Regions from separate parts of the Mus musculus genome. Here region 1 is linked to region 2. A link is a contact called in public promoter capture Hi-C data. All regions are on one chromosome and are shown on one strand. Each heading gives the region's core, a stretch centred on a gene start, on an enhancer-like site or on the middle of the called end of the contact. The rest is flanking DNA. Distances are from core to core; before and after follow the strand shown.

Evidence for each region. Promoter capture Hi-C pulls out the DNA fragments that hold promoters and counts their contacts.
Region 1: a promoter capture Hi-C map of pre-B cells shows a contact between it and region 2. The contact joins the promoter of Slc25a3 here to the enhancer-like site in region 2. A contact is called at or near these places in 3 of 39 promoter capture datasets (the C10 cell line, hippocampal neurons and pre-B cells), 1 of 484 Hi-C or Micro-C datasets (embryonic stem cells), 1 of 115 datasets of contacts at active chromatin or transcription factors (embryonic stem cells) and 2 of 9 other capture datasets (adipose tissue and liver).

Annotation. Positions count from the first base shown.
Region 1 is chr10:91,122,471-91,126,305 of GRCm38.p6, reverse strand. It overlaps Slc25a3 (solute carrier family 25 (mitochondrial carrier, phosphate carrier), member 3), which reads left to right and starts at 2,339. Exons shown (of 8, transcript NM_133668.4): 1 at 2,339-2,390; 2 at 2,600-2,748. The coding sequence starts at 2,604.
Region 2 is chr10:90,971,103-90,975,349 of GRCm38.p6, reverse strand. Anks1b (ankyrin repeat and sterile alpha motif domain containing 1B) reads right to left here. Exons shown (of 27, transcript NM_001359241.1): 27 at 2,050-4,247. Among named protein-coding and RNA genes, the nearest start is that of Apaf1, 110 kb to the left of the region's middle. Within about 2 kb of position 1,424, at least 16 of the 459 cell types and tissues checked have an H3K27ac peak or open chromatin away from gene starts, as enhancers often do. A contact at or near this core is called in pre-B cells, where this site is marked.

The sequences.
Region 1 (3,835 bases), core at 1,090-3,589, 150 kb before region 2:
TGGTTGGGCCTTACTTATAAGGTCCAACTTTTCCTTAATATATACCCACCTATAATTTTAGGTGTTAGCATGTTATATGGAGAAGTTTAGGAGGTTGTTAAAATGACTCAGCAAGTGAAGGTATTTGCCACCAAGCAGTACATGCCGAAGTTTTATCCCCAGGATCCATATGGTAGAGGGAGAAATTCAACTGGAAGCTGTTTCTTTTTTTTTTTTTTTTTAAAGATTTATTTATTATATGTAAGTACATTGTAGCTGTCTTCAGACACTCCAGAAGAGGGAGTCAGATCTCGTTAAGGATGGTTGTGAGCCACCATGTGGTTGCTGGGATTTGAACTCTGGACCTTTGGAAGAGCAGTCAGGTGCTCTTACCCACTGAGCCATCTCACCAGCCCTGGAAGCTGTTTCTTAACCTCTATATGTACACGTGTGTGTGTGTGTGTGTGTGTGTGTGTGTACGTGTGTGTACGCACAAACACAATAATAATAAATAATACTTTGAGAAATGAGAGTTTTAATATTTTGCCTAGATAGTATTTTAAAAACGTATTTTAGAAATTTATTTTGTGTGTGTGTGGTAGGTGTATGTGAACCATGGCAGACACATAGAGATCAGACAATGACTTTTGGGATTCTATGGGCCTGGGGAATGCAGTTTGGCTTCGTAGACTTGGTACAGGCACCTTTCTCTGAGTTATCTCAATGCTCACATCCTTTTCCTATTTTGGTGCTGGGAATTGAACTCACTGCCCCTTGTATCACCAGGCTATGTCTCTAGCCCTGAGATGGTTTGAATGAGAAATGCCCCTGTAGTTAGTCCCTGGTACTAGGTCCCTTGGTAGAGCCCTTTGGGGGAGGTTTGTGGCATTGCTGGAAGCATTATGTACCTGGGGGCCTACTGGCATGTCTGCTGTTTGCTGTCATGCCTCCCCACCATGATGGACTCTTATCCCTCTGGAGGTGTAAGCCAAAATGATGTTTTATCATAGCAGCAGAAATATGGCTAATTTAAACCTCTTCAGTTTTTTATGAAAAATGTTTTATAAATTTCATCTTTAAAGGTTTTTTAAAAAATGGTGGTGGTGGTGGTGGTGGTGGTGGTGGTGGTCTGTGTGTGTGTGTGTGTGTGTGCATGAGTGCAGGTGCCTATAGAGGCCAGAAGATGGTGTCAGATCCCCTGGAGCTAGAATCAAGGTGGGTACTAGGAATCAAGTACCAGACCTCTGAAAGATGTTTTGTAAACATTTTTTTTTTTTTTACATCTTCTTGATGTTTCATAAACTCTAAAAGTATTTCTTCTATCCAGGACCAATTACATAATTTGAAGGACCTAGGGCAAAATGAATGAAAATGTCTTTTGTTTGTAAATGTTAAGAATTTTTAAAGGACACAGCAGAGCACTGACTGCAGAGGTAGACTTAGTATAACTACAATAGTCAATACAGGAGCCAGCTCTAGTGGTGTCTTGGGTTAGATAAAAAGGCTTAATAAAGATGAGATAAACGTCCCAGGAAAATGTTAAACGCAAGAATTACAACAGGTTTGATTGCTTCTAAACTCTCCCTCGTGGAACTTGGCCCCCGCTTGTTGACATCAGAGTGATGATGATCTTGTAAATGTCTGAAGTACACACAGTCCTGTCTTACACGCACACAGTTCATCGGTTACTTTCATGTCAGCGCATGCCTGTGCCTCCAGGAACGAAGCCTTGACTGACTGTTCTCAGGGGCCATGGACATTCTGTGAGGCAGAAGCAGTTTTATGTATTGTATGAGTTCTTCCTGTATATCCTTTCCACCAGAACTTGGTGGAAAATTTAGACATGCCTATGTCAAAAGTCAGTGTGATGGAATTTTTTTCTGAAAAGTCCGATGATGGCAGGAATTCCGATCAAAGATCTTGTAGTGATATCCTAGCTTCCATACCTGAATAACGTATCACTTAAGCATTCATGTCTTTAAAAGTTTATGCCCGCAATCACTTAAAGACATGTAAAAATTCCTGGCGCCAAGGAGAAAACACCGGAAGGTGAAGGGACAGAGTGAGTAGGTCACCTGCCCGTCCAAGGCCAAGACTACACTTTAAAAAAAAAAGGGGAGTGGGGGAGGAGGGCGCTTTGGATCTGCGCCTGCGCAGTAGGAATCCTCCTGCGCACTAGCAGGGCCGGAAGGGCTGGGGTTGGACGTGGGCGGGGATAGGGTTGCTAGGAGGACGCGATGACGTCCAGGTTCTGCGCTCCTCTCCGCAAATGAGAGGCGCGTGGCGCAGTGACGCTCTGCGTGCGTCACGGTGACGCCGCGCGAAGGGCACGGATCTTCGGGCCGGGAGGACATTCGGCCTCTGTGAGCCGCAACCTTGCCCAGCGAGCGGTTGGGTGTTCGCCATCTTAGGCAAGTGAGCGCGACCGGGCCTCGCCGCGGCGCGGAGCCTTGAGTCCCTTGTGGCCGCCGCCTTGGCCGTGGGCCCGGCCGGGCTTGGCGTCCCTGGGGAAGAAGCTGTGACCTCCTCAAGGGCGCAGAGCCGGGCATGTCTCGCGGGGCTCCGGTGACATTGCCCGGCGCCGGGTCTCTCTCACCTCCGCCCTCTGTCTCCCCCGCAGGAGGATGTTCTCGTCCGTAGCGCACCTGGCGCGGGCGAACCCCTTCAACGCGCCACACCTGCAGCTGGTGCACGATGGCCTGTCGGGTCCCCGCAGTCCCCCAGCTCCGCCCCGGCGTTCCCGCCACCTGGCCGCCGCCGCCGTGGAAGGTGAGGTCGCACCCTGCCCTGTGGGAGCGCTGGTTACATGCTGCCCCCCTGCTCTGCCTCCCGAGTCCTGGGCAGGAACTGGAGGTCGGGGAAGGACGCTTCAGCCCTGGACCCGAGGACCGGTCTCTCGCTGACCCTGGGATGGCAACTCTGACACCCTAGGCCGCTGTCGGATCCTTGGCCCTCCCTCAAGGGCGTGGAAGGGCCCAGGCCCAGCGCCACTCAGTGACCTCCGTGTCCCGAAGGGAGTAGAGGCAGAGAGGTGGTAACCAACTTCTTTATCTTCCCCCGTGAGCCCGCTTGGTCAGCCAAGTATACTGGGTAAAATCTCTTTTTAACCACTAGCCAGACACAGTTGCAACTCCATAACGTTTATTTGACTTGCCTTTTTAAAAATTACCTGGAAAACTCTCCTTTGATCTCCTTTCCCAAGTTTTATCTTTTCATTTAATTGTATATGAGGTAATGGGGTTGGGAATCTCTTCCTTTTGTGCTACTGGTTGGTGAAGGAGGTGACTTGCAGATTATATGAGGTGTGCATTCCTTTGAGTTTATGTTTTTGGGATTTGAGCTGGGTGACTCAATAACTGTATGTTTTAAATCCTAGTGGAACATAAGTACAAGAGAAACCCGAAAGCTGAATTATAGGCCTCAAGAGAAACGTTACCTACATTGTGTGTGTAAAACAGAAGTCCCCACCCACACCCCAGTCATTCATGTGCTTCATGCGTCTTAAACGTGATTAGAAAACTCCTTTTCACTATCTCCTATCGTTTTCCTCTGATTTCAAAAGCTAAAGCAAATCTTTGTATGTTTTTGACTGCAGGAACTAGGTATGACTTACTTAGTTCATAAGTGAGTAGTTGGTTAATAGCTGGAGCAAACGTTAAAGTTAGCAAGCTTTGCACATGTTAAGTGCTCTTTTTGATTTTGGGCTGTCCTTGGAGGGTGCTCTTAGTAACTGCCTTTAGTTGAAATTACCAATGCAGGAAGTTTTAGAAAATAGTATCTCACAGATACTAATAATTTTAGTGATCTGATTTGACAGTGACTTTCATGTCATTTACATTATATGAGAACTCATCTT
Region 2 (4,247 bases), core at 175-2,674:
AAGGACTGCCTCTGGATAGAGAGGAGACAGATGTGGCTCAAAGGCAAATGGCAGTTTATAAAGGGACAACGATAAACCCCGTGTTAGGATGAGGTGTTTAATTTTAATTGGGCATGTTAATTAGGTGAGCCAAAGAGGGCTTTTGATTGCTGGGCTTCAATACTCTGATAACTGGACGTTGGTAGTCAGCCTCAGGAGGAATAAGTGGCCAAAGAAAGGAATGGACCTTGGTAACTAGCTTTAGGAGTGTAATCTTACATTTTTCTTGTTAAATCAAGGCAGAGGGAATGGGAGAGAAGGGCAAGACCTGCCAGAGCCATGTTTGCCACACTCAAGCTGGCCAGACTTCACACACTTCAACCATGTCCTGGACTGCCTATCTCTGACGTTCACGGTGCACAAAGGAAAATTCAACCACTCCCTTATAGAAGCCATGCTATGTCTGGCATTCTCGTCGCTAAGTTCTGTTTATAACTGATACTCTCATGTAGCAACGAACCTCCCGTCACTAACCTCTGCCCCCTCCACCCTCACTGTCATGTGACACATGCATTTGGAGGTCAGGGGGCAACTTGATGGCGGTGGTTCTCTTCTTCCACCTTGAGGTGGGTCCAAGGAATGGAACTCGGGCTTTCCTGGCAAGTGCCTTTTCCTGCTGAGTCATCTCACCGACCCCATGCTCCACCTCTGAACATTTCAAAATGTGTTGCTTTCCCACAAGAACTCAGCTTTCTTAGGAAGCCTGTGGATGCAGGGTCTTCCTTTCTACTCTTGCCAATTGGTTGGAGCTCAGGCACAGTTACCTGTTAAAGGCCGTCCCACAAATCACCCAGGCAGGGTCTCTGATGATAGCACACCTTGGAAATGCTGATAAACATGCCAGAATACCTTTATTCTCCTTGGTTTCCCAACTCAACCTTCTCTCTCTCTCTCTCTCTCTCTCTCTCTCTCTCTCTCTCAATCTCTCAAAAAACAAAACAAAACAAAACAAACTGGACTTGTACTTTTGAGACATGTGGAGAAATCAGCCTCTTGAATGTCAGAAAACTGTTGCTGTAGCTTCTTCCTGGGGCTGACTCAATGTTTCCTGAGTTCTGTCTTGAGGTCTCTTGGGAGCTCTGCCCCTGTATGGACTGCTTGATTGTATCACGGAGACCTTGGAGGAGAGTCATATAGGGTATTGAATATGGGTTGCTTTCAATGGCTTTTATGACCACGTTGTGAGCTGAGTTTGTGTGTAAGCCTGTCTTGTCTCAGCTGTTCCACTAGGTCAGTAAGACGATGTAGAAATGTTCTGAACTCTGGGGATCCTGCATGTCAATCACCTGACTCTGCCTTTCTCTGGCTGGCCGAATCAAGTAAAGTCACTCATGAAGCCGCAGCTGCTGCAGCTGCAGGAGGCAGCTGGGTGACCCCACTGGGGGTGAGCAGCATGGGATGTCTTAGCCTATGTCTCACCCTCTTCCTTCCCTCCATCATGATCCAGTCCTAGAAAGTCCTATAAAAAGCCTAGGCAGCTTTTTATAAACACAGGTCTCTGGGGGTTTGTAGAAGAAAGGGAAAGCTGTTTTGACAATGGATAGCTGTGATGTATAGCTACGAATCTCTGAGTTACACACTGAAGACAGGGTGTTGAGTTTGGAATGATGTGCAGAAGCAGGAGGAAGGAAAGTGGTGTGAATTCCCAGCAAGAAGAGAGACTTGAGATGAAGCCAGGAAAGTTAAATCCCTGTGGATACAGGAAAACACCTCTGTATGCTGGATGGTGGCTAGGCAACAGATCTAACCCCTGTATACAGGTTCTTCTTTGCTTGGGGATTTCTGTGGAAAACCGAGCTCTGCTCCTAGGGCCAACCTCAGTAAATATTTGTGAGGCCAAATGGGCTTGTGGGGGCCAGTATGATGGGTCGGCTGGCTGCAGAGACGCTGCTGGTCTCTATTGGCTGGTCATTGCTTCTATTAAGACAATGCTTATAACCACCATACTGCTTTTCAGAGGAAAGGTAACTCATTGAATGGCCAGTAGACAAAGAGAGCTTAAAGCTGTAATGTCAGTAAAGAGGCTTTATTCTATACAGATTTCTGAACGTGGACATTACATTCTAGCTCACTGGAAACTAGACTACTCCCCCAAATCTTCAATTCATTTTAGAAATAGGAGCAACATTTACTTGGAGTCCAAGTACAAATGTTTACTGATTTTGGAGGAGGTGGCCACACGCCCTTTAAGCTTAGACGCCTGTTCCATCTCATCCAAACATTAGATAGGCTGGCGACATTCCCAAGCAGTTCAATGTGAGAGAAACCACTTCCATGACTTATTAACAAGCCGAGCAGAATTTTTATAGGATCCATCCATCCAGATTTATTACAGAACACCATTTAATAAGAAAAAAAATTAAACGGATCGATTGAATTGAAGTCCTTCTGTAAAGGGAGCCATTTAAGTTTGCCTTTGATTAATGTTAGCATTTAAGGGCTTGTCACTCTCAACTGCTGGTTACTGCATTTGTCAAATATCAGGCTTTTCCTTTAAACAAAGTCAGCTATAAATCCCATCTCCCATGCCTGAGTTGGCTTTTCTGCTTCTGGCGTGTCCCTTTCGTTCTCTGCCTTGCTCTGGCCATGGGCTGATCCTGTGCCCCGACCTTCGATTTGGGTGAAGAATGGAGAGTGAGATTAGAGTTACCCCTGCCTTTCTCTCTGAGATGAACCACAATTGTCTGTTGTACCCTACCATCTGGAGGGGCCTAACTCTGCCACATGGCTGGCTTTGTTCTTACTGCTTCTTCAACCTGGTGCCAGCACAAGAAGATGTTTCACCACTACGCTAGTCTTGTGTCTTTTAATTTTCCCTAATTGGAGTGTGCTCCGTACTTCATGCTGGAATCATTATGAATACAAACACACATGTGATGAACAGAGAAAATAAAAACAAAGTGAACAAACTGGCCCAGTGGAAGCGTCAGAGTGGAAAACCCCTGCCTGAGGTATCCCAGGTCCCGGGCCCACTTCAACCCAGCTTTCATGGGTTTATCTCTTTTGGGTTCAAAGTCCCAGGCCTCTGAATGACAGGCAGAGAGCACCCTAAGACTGTTTTGGGTTTTCAAGGGTAGCAGTCATGGATTGGGCAATGGGTGATGGAGGTTGAGGGACCTGCAGCATGATGGTCGCTGACCACAGAATCAGTGTAGCTCTGACTAGCCCATCACCTACTTTATAGCAGGTACACGTTTTAGGGAAAAAAAGATGAAAGGACTTGAGGATGTATAGGATGTTCAGGGGATGTTTGCCCAAGCAAGCTATATGTTTTATGCTACATAAGCAGTCTGTTTTTTATTTTTTATGTATTTTTTTTGCATGTGTGTGTGTGTGTGGTCTCCTCTGTTTTAGAAATGTCTGTCTTGCCAATTTCCCCCTTATATGCCACTTTAAAAAAGACAATGCAAAGGCATCTTGGCTTATGGCTAAAATTCAAGCTTCGGGAAGACAGTGTTTCTTTTTCAGACCATGAACTTGAAAATGAGCAAGTTTTTTTTTTTTTCCTCACTGATCTTGCCAATTGAAAACAAGTCTCTTTATCTGTGGAGAGGGCTGGGCCTTTGGTCCCGGGGCGGTGCTCACAGAACAATGCCAGGCACCAGCCACTGTACAACTTCTGTTTTATTTTGTGTGCTTTTTTTTTAATATAGGATATAAATAATGACAAAAATTACAAAATTTATAACTGGAAGCCCACGCTTATATATACATCCGCTTGTGTGTCAGCAGAGCTCCTGGATGCTTCACTCCTGTACAAGTCCCGTTGGTACCATATTCGAATGTTATTCTCTTCTCTGTTTACTACATACATATCAACAGTGAATAGGCAAAATATATACAAGGAACTATTCAGTTCAAGTAATTTAATATTGTATTAAAATTCTTCCACACTGAACTCAAACCATATACATTTGTCAGTTGAAATGAAATTTAGTTTTTCTTCAAAACTCACCAACTGGTGAATGTGAGAATCTCAGGTTTAAAATAATATTGGTTAATTAAAAAAAAACATTAAGACAAGTTCACAATTTATCAATATCGCTATAATGAACTTCAAAATGATTCACAATATGATTGGTTAGAACAATATACATTAAAGTGTTATTTTTCTATAATGATATTGATACTGTTTATATAATTTGTTTCTACAGAAATATACATTATGGTATCATACAAATACTCCACAGAGACATTAAAAAAATTAA